Linked DNA regions of Zea mays: regions 2 and 3 are each linked to region 1. Evidence: chromatin contacts called from public Hi-C data. All regions are on one chromosome and are shown on one strand. The core of a region is the stretch at or near the end of the contact, and the rest is flanking DNA. Distances in the headings are between cores, read along the strand shown.

What was found. A called contact is a pair of places that touch in the nucleus more often than the background predicts.
Region 2: a Hi-C map of endosperm shows a contact between it and region 1, with 2.6 times the contacts expected there. The contact joins the promoter of LOC100284336 here to the promoter of LOC100216831 in region 1. A contact is called at or near these places in 4 of 25 Hi-C or Micro-C datasets (ear, endosperm, leaf and 1 more).
Region 3: a Hi-C map of tassel shows a contact between it and region 1, with 2.5 times the contacts expected there. The contact joins the promoter of LOC100277671 here to the promoter of LOC100216831 in region 1. A contact is called at or near these places in 2 of 25 Hi-C or Micro-C datasets (endosperm and tassel).

What each region holds. Positions count from the first base shown.
Region 1 is chr1:273,594,342-273,597,041 of Zm-B73-REFERENCE-NAM-5.0, forward strand. It overlaps LOC100216831, which reads right to left and starts at 1,410. Exons shown (of 3, transcript NM_001143225.1): 1 at 1,270-1,410; 2 at 1,077-1,152; 3 at 1-959. The coding sequence starts at 1,382. The coding sequence ends at 783.
Region 2 is chr1:273,734,955-273,737,654 of Zm-B73-REFERENCE-NAM-5.0, forward strand. LOC100284336 (chemocyanin) reads right to left here and starts at 1,418. Exons shown (of 2, transcript NM_001279734.2): 1 at 1,128-1,418; 2 at 460-1,001. The coding sequence starts at 1,320. The coding sequence ends at 802.
Region 3 is chr1:273,771,128-273,773,973 of Zm-B73-REFERENCE-NAM-5.0, forward strand. It overlaps LOC100277671 (Regulator of Vps4 activity in the MVB pathway protein), which reads left to right and starts at 1,366. Exons shown (of 2, transcript NM_001151178.2): 1 at 1,366-1,913; 2 at 2,004-2,846. The coding sequence starts at 1,443. The coding sequence ends at 2,588.

The DNA.
Region 1 (2,700 bases), core at 160-2,659:
TCATCTGAGGACATTCTACCTAAACCAGAAGTGGTTAGGTCAGGACAAACCCTACAGGACTACAATTTGCCATTCCCACTGACCATGCTGAACAGCGGTTGACTGACCTCCTAGCAAATCAAATCAGCTGTGGTCCAAACATGTGAATTACAATTCACCTACCGGTGTAACCGGCCACAAAGTCTCAGGCCACAGCAATGACTTGTGTGAACATTGAGAGGCTGGACAGTTTGACCAGACAAGTAGCTAGCTAGGGCCTCGAGGGGGAAAAAGAAGGACGCTATGGTGCAGAAATTCAGCACAAAGGCTCAATTAAAATTTCTAAAAAGCATGCGCCATTTCAACAGTCACTTGATGCATCAACAGATGAATTCATCAATAAATGAATTCATAAACCTTAATGGGGTTCCGCTATCGTTAACTACCGTTACCGACTATCGAGCACTGGCTACCTGCCCACTACCAGCATTCAGGAAACCATAGAATATAGCAGAAGCTTCGTACCACGTAAACAAGGCAGAAAAAGAAATTGTGTGATAACGTGTGCCTCACTTTTAAAGGCGTAGAGTGCAATTGGTGGAGACGATTTGTACGAGTATACGACTACCGGTACTCTACATTTTCATGGAGAGTTGGAGACTGATATTTCATAACAAACCGAAACAAGTTAAACTCTGTTAATTCTCCGCTATATGATTTACGTTTTCTGCAAGTGCGTGGAGATCTCATAATTTTATCAGCATCTTCTGCATCTGACGCAAAGCCTCACTACGGAAGCAAACTTACCCAATCTTGAGACGGTTGTCCGGAACGCCGGTGGCGTATCCCTTGAAGTAGAAGAACCTCGCGACGATGTAGATGCCGCCCAGACCGGCGGCGATGGTCGGGTGCTGCAGACCGCCCAGCAGCAGTATGACGAAGAAAACGGGCATCCACTCTAGAGAGTTCTGGTGCCCCCTCTGCAGTCAACCACAAGAACCAGCGGAAATTTAGATGCCTCCCAAAGTCCCAACCCCTCACAAGAGCAATTAATTAATCACGGGGGAGGGGAGAGGATGTCAGAATCTTGGGCGCACCTGCACGCAGTTGAAGAGCTTGGCGTCCTTGTTCTCCGACTCGATGGCGTACATGGTGGGGTAGAACACCTTGTACCTAAAGAAGAATCACCGCGGAAACCATCATATTATTATGTCCGTTGATGAAATAAGTTGGGCGGAGACAAACGAAGACAACAATGGCGACGAGCGATTCAGATTTCGGAGAGCTTACTTTCTGCGGGCCTTGCCGACCTGGAAGCCCATCCAAAGGTTGAGGAAGACATAGGCCACCAGCACCAGCACGACGTAGCCGTACTCCTTGGTGAGCTCGATCGACACCGCCATGGCTGGAAATGGAGAACGGGAGTTCGTGGATGGAAGGCTGCAGGCTATGGTCTGGACTCTGGAGTCACAGTGGACAGGCACATCTTTTATAGGGGAGGCGTCTAGAAGGTTCCAGAACTTAAACTGCCCTCCGGCCCAAGAAAGCTTTGACCCAGCTGGGCCGTTTTACTTTACTCCGGTGACAGGACCTAGACTGTGTTGGATTATTCCGCTGTCACATGTGAGGGAAAGAACCATTCTCTTGAAAAAAAGAGAGATGACTCAACGAATTGCTACATAGAGTAGAGATGGCAATGATTACCCGCTATCCGAAATCCAGTGAGTTTTACTCTATTAGGACTAGAGATGGTAATGGGTACCCGCGACCCGATACCCGATGGGTATTTACTCCATTAGGATATGTATGTGGGCTAAATATTCTACCTGTGGGTCTGTTATTGGGCAAAAATCTTCACCCAATGGGTAAACGGGTATTAGAACGTTCCGCCTTCACCCATACCCGTTAACCCGTGGGTATAAAATACCCAATATAAACTTAGCCCAAGCATGAACTTAGACTTTAGTCATCCATCCTTTTTACTATTTCTTTTTCTGCCTTGTTTACGTGAGCATGGGTTCCCAGACTAAAATACCCAATAAAAATGAACTAATTTCTCTTCGAAAAATGAAAATCTCTTAAGAAAATGGGTTCCCAGACTAGTCCTTAGAGTATGGGTTTTAGTTAATTTCTCTACACATAAGTAAATTAATGGGTTCAAATAAAAACCCAGCGGGTACGTGAGCATGGGTCTTCTATTACTCATACCCGCAAACCCATAGGTTTTTAAAACCCATCTTAAAATCAATATATCTTATAATATTATTAATTGAATATGTTCTAATTAAAATAAACTAAATATAACAAATTTTAAGCTAAAATTAGTTATCACTTGTTCCTTTTATTTTGCCTTATTAATACATTGACTATCATTTATACAATAAATAATTTTTTGTGTTGATGTTAGTAGATACCCAAAACCCACATGGGCATGGGTTTAGACAAATTTTATACCCATTATAGGTATGAGTTTTTTAGTAAGCATATTTTTTCTTTGCAGGTATAAATTTAGACAAGTAATACCTAGCAGGTTTTTACCCATTGTCGTCTCCGCTAGAGTGATCTAAAATTTGGTAAAGTCAACGTTGAAGATTCATTAGCTATATGCGTGGTGCCAGTCTGCTGATCCTTAAAATGTTGACATTGTCAATAGAAAAAAGTTTGGAGAAACAAATACTACCTCCATTTACAAATATATGACACCGTTGATTTTTTTTCGAA
Region 2 (2,700 bases), core at 168-2,667, 140 kb after region 1:
GAAGTTCATGAGCTGAACTTAAAGCCAAATAATCTTGACATTAGCATTATGAGTGTGGGAGTGATTTGGTTGGGTGTGTTTTGCAAAGTTTAAACTGATAGGTCATATAGGGTATAGATTAGAGGTAATATACATGATTGGAACAAATAAAAAATAATTGATTAAAACCTATGGCTTGTAACTTAGAGTTTAATTTTAGCTCTACAACCAACCAAACCAAATATGAGCTGCTCTTTGCCTTAAAACAAATCAATTTTTGAGTTTGACTTAGAGTTTAAATCCCGTTTTACGGGCTGGTTGGTTCGACGTCCATTCACACAGAAGTCTTTTCTTCGGTTATTTGTCTGTCTGAGGTTGTTTCATGATTCAGCACCACTACTGCCCTTTAGTGGCATCTTTAGCGTCATCCTCGCACCCACCCACGGCCCACCCAAAACATTGTAGTCGTATTTTTTTTTCTTATTCTTTTATTGTAGCTCAAGCAGGCATAGCTAGCATATATATATATCGCACATGAACTGAGTACAGGATATACAAACGCGTACACATGCCTTTATTGTTCTCCACATCAACACAAACTCATACACGTCAGTACGTAGTGATCGAGTACACCATCATTCGATTTAGTTCTCTATAGTGCCGGCCGGTCTCCACACACCTAACACCGCCTACCAGCACGCAGGTTAAGGACGCGACGCTTTTACTTTGGAGAGGGAAATAAAAATAATAAAAAGCTGGCCACCGATCGAGCCCGTGTGTCCGGCGGTCGTCGTCGCCGGCGCGGCTGATCGGCCGGGGGCCTCACGCGGCGGTGACAGCGATCTTCATGCCGGCCTGGCAGTGGCCTGGGAAGCTGCAGATGAAGTAGTTGGCGCCGCGCTTCAGCGTGACGCGGTCGTTCCCGGTGGTGAGCGCCCTCACGCCCTTGGGCGCGCTGCAGGACTTGTACCCCGCCGCGCTCACGGGCACCACGTTGTGCGCCTTGGCGTTGTACCTGAACGCTGCACGACGAAGAACGCGTGCACACGCAAAACAGCAGCCATCCATGGTATGGACCTTAATTTAGGGAACGAAGCTGGAGGGGCCGTGACACTGACATGCATGAACAAAGAGCTAGTAGCACTGACCGAGCACGTCGCCGGCGCGGAACCGCTTGCCCTTGGGCCAGTTGGCGGTGTTGAAGCTCCACCCGCCGCGGTCGCCGACCGTGTACACCGCCGACTCGGCCAACTCGCCGTGGAGGAGCACGCAGAGGAGGACCAGCGCAAGCGCGGCGGCGGCGCCGCTGCCACGAGCACTGCCACTTCCCTGAGCCGCCATGGATGCTGCTCTACGGTACGATGCCGTCTCTCACGTACACAAGGGGCCGGGCTAGCACTGGCTTGGAGCGAAGTGATGAGAGTGAGCAGAGCTGTAGTGCTCAGTGCACCAAGAACCCCTTTTTATAGGCAGACCAGGCTGCCCCAGTACCCGCCTCAGGCGCCAATAATCGAACTCGTGGCTGGCGTATAGTGAGTGGTGACCATGACACGGTCAAATGGCCCAGGGCCAAACGCTTACGGCGCCGTGTGAAGTGTGAACTACGCAGAACACGCTCCTGAATACTGCTCATGTTCGGACTCCGGAGCCACTGGCGGTGTCCAGGGATGAGGGGAAGGCGGGAAGCGGACGGATGTGCACTCCGAGCTGCGACTGCGAGGAAGCAAGCCAACACATAGCCACCCACTGCCCCACTGGCCACTGACCCACAAAGGAACCAGAGGACACGAGCGGGAGCGGGTAGCCGCAGCCTCGAAACCGTCCGAGATGGGAAACGGGGAAACCCTGAAGAACGTGGACTGCAAAGTCTGCAATAAACGCAACAAAAAGGTTTTTCCACGTTCACCAGATATGCCCATCCCAGAAAGTTTATTACATGTTCTTTATGCATACTGCACATAACGTGTTAGTAGTATATCCGGTAGTCTAGATATTATGTTCACTGTGATGTGTTCACTACCGGAAACGGGCGCTTTGCCGAGTGACCGAAGCACTCGGCAAAGTCTTAAAAACACTCGGCAAAGGCTTTGACACTCGGCAAAGAAGGCTCAGCAAACAATGCATCGGCAAAGCCTTCTTTGCCGAGTACTTTTTCTCAGGCACTCGGCAATTGCCGAGTGCCAGAGAGCACTCGGCAAAGAAAAACAGCCGTTACGGCGACGGGTGACGGAGACAACGTCTTTGCCGAGTGTCTTCCCTGAAGCATTCGGCAAAGAGCCCGCCTGGGAGGGTCCCCATGTCAGGCTCTTTGCCGAGTGCTCTGTGCGGCACTCGGCAAAGCCGGCCTCTTTGCCGAGTGCCAGCGACATAACACTCGGCAAAGTCCCTAAACCGGTGCCCAGGTTTTTGCTCTTTGCCGAGTGTTATGACCCTGACACTCGGCAAAGCTCCTCTTTGCCGAGTGTTACACTCGGCAAAGTGACCAGTATATACGTTTTTTATTTGTTTTTTGTATTCCATCCACACAAACAAAAGATATCACATATATACATCACAGATATCATCACAAACATAAATAGCCAACACAAACATACAACCGTCACCACAAACATAAATATCCATCACAAACATAAGTGTTCAACACAAGTATCAAACACAAACATAAGTCTCAAACGTCGCAAGCTCTCACATAAGTATCAAACACAGACATAAGTATTATAC
Region 3 (2,846 bases), core at 116-2,615, 180 kb after region 1:
GCACGTATCCGTATCGTGGCAGCCTTGGGCGCTCACCGCGCTCACGTCTCTGACGTACCGTACGTACTGGAACCGATCAATCATCCCTGGCAAAACGTTAATTCACCAACAAGTCGCATTCGACGTTAATTATGTTGCTTCGTTTTTTCTTCCGTGGAAGGTGACTAGAAGCAGTCTTTTTCGCTGTTCTCTTATCAATACTCGATGGATGTTTTGGTGCAGCTGAGGCCGGCACGTCGTTATTATCCGGATATCTAATGCAATTTTTCAATGTTCGTTTGTGTCTGCAATTTTTTTTGACGGTTACCGGGCGAGAGCCTCTCCAAATGAACGGTAGAAAACCGTGAGAACGATATAAATCGAAATCAGGACCGGCCAGCTCGTAACCGCCGTCGAGCATATACCACTGAGCTACGGTCAGGGACGGAGCTAGGTAGCCATGGGCGGGCAGGATGTAGAAGGGGCTCCTGCTATAGCGGTTTAGTTGCTCCTCTTAACATTTAGGTGTGTGTGCGCCTGGACAATTTGCTGTGGACACTCTATCTGAATGCAACGAAGCCTAGTTCTTCGTTTTTGAAGAGAAGAAATCAGATCTAGAGTGATCGGCGGCACTCGGAAATGACAAAAGAAAATGTCAGCCGTAGAAAAGGGGAAGGCGCGTTTGACACAGTAAAAGCGGGCCTCCGGTCGCGACCTGGACGACGAAACCACACGTCACTCTCTATCATGAGACAGCGTCGATACCGACACGACGAGCCACTGCCTTGTAGACCAGGCCGTACGAAATGGAGGTGGTTATATACGGACGCACGCTCTCACAGAGTCACAGTCCCGCAACGTTTTCTAGATTAGTTGGCGCGACTGTTTCCTCCCCGTTCCCGGCCCGGCTCACCGTGCCGCAAGTTTCCAGCCGCAGTCGCTGCACCGTCGTTTTCGACTTCGACCACCCTGCTTGCCCAGCCAGGCAAAACGAATCGAAGACAAAGAAAACCGGCGCCACTCGCCGACGTGGCGATCTGCACCCGCCGACTACCGGTCCGGAGATCCCAGCAGCGAGCCGAGGACAGACAACCCCGGTCGGGCGGCCAAAACCCGCGTGCCGCGCGGCCGAAAAACGTGAGCGCGTCCGCTCAGACGTTTAAAAGCCCGCTCGCTTCGCCACAAAGCAAACCCACCACCACAAGGAAGGGAAGCGTATCAGTATCACCAGTTCACCATCCTCGGATCCTTCGCCTTAATCGCCCGCGTCAGCCATCTCACGTACCGGTCCTCCAGTTTCCTCCCATCTTTCACACACACCACGCCACGACCCGGCCCCGGGGTATAAAAGCACCAGGGCGAAGCCGCGCAACGACTCGATCGGCAGCAGCCAGGGCTCGCCTCGGGGGACCGCGTGTTGCTAGCGAGCTCGGTGCTGCCGGCTGCCGCCCCAGTGCGAGGCGATGGGGAGGAGGCTGGACGTGCTGCTGGGGCGGACGACGAAGCAGACGGCGCGGCTCAAGTCGCTGCTGGGGCTGGCGGCGACGCGCCTCGGCGTGGTGCGGGGCCACCGCCAGGTGCGGTGCGGGCAGGCGCGCGGGGACGTGGAGCAGCTTCTCCGCCTCGGCCACGCGGACCGCGCGCTGGCCCGCGCCGAGCACGTCGTGCGGGAGCAGAACGCGCTCGACGTCCTCGCCGAGCTCGAGGCCTGCTGCAACCTCATCGCCGAGCGGGCCGCGCTCGTCGACGACGCGCACAGGGGGGAGTGCCCCGAGGAGCTGCGGGAGGCGGCGGCGGGGCTGGTATACGCCGCCGCCAGGTGCGGGGACCTTCCGGAGCTGCAAGAGGTCCGGGCCATCCTCGCCGCCAAGTTCGGCAGGGAGTTCGTCTCCGCCGCGTCCAACCTCCGCAGCGGGTGCGGGGTCAACCCCAAGGTGAGGCCCGGCGGCGACCCGCGTACTCTGGCTGGCTGGCCGACTGACTTCTCAACCTTGGATTCTCGACTAAACTTGGATTCTCGACAGATCGTGCAGAAGCTGTCGACCAAGCAGCCGAGCCTGGAGAGCCGACAGCTGGTGCTACAGGAGATCGCCGCCGACAAAGGGATCGCCGTGCGCATCTACGAGCCGCCTCCTCCCTACGAGGACTCGGGGAGCTCCAACCACAGCCACAGGAAGACGGAGCACGATGGCGAGAGGATCAGTAGGACGCCACCAGTTGATGGCCGGGACGAAGACATCTCCGGCCACTCGGCGCAGAGGTACAAGGACGTGGAAGCGGCAGCTCAGGCCGCGTTCGAGTCGGCCGCCTCGGCAGCCGCCGCCGCGAAGGCGGCCATGGAGCTCTCGCGTGGGGAGCCCAGGGGGCCCGGTGACAGGAGGAGGGCAGGGAGGACGCAAATGGATGATCCTGAGATCGAGAAACAAGATGAGGTGCTTCATGGAAACAAACCCGAGAAGATTGGGCATGGCCGGAATTACAGTTCAGATGTTGAGATCACGCCGGAGGACGACGAGGCAAACCACGGCAACGTTGCAGTGGACGAACCGAAACAGCGGGAGCCTGCCAGGGGAAAGCCGGCATCGGTCAGAACAAAGTGGGGATTTTAGCGGCATCCAGATCGCAACGGAGGAGATGGTTTCTTCGTCTTGTCAATATATTGGCATGGAAGTTGTTTTTTTTCACTGTAGTAGTATGTAATTAACGACGGTTACCAAAAAAACACATGAGCGATTTGATTTATTGCCAACAGTTTGCACACTAGTACACTATGCCTGTACTAATGCTATGTTCTGTTAATGTGTAGCGTTAATTGTAGTACATGTTCTTTGGAGGAAAAATATTGATGTTGCAATTCAAATGATCTG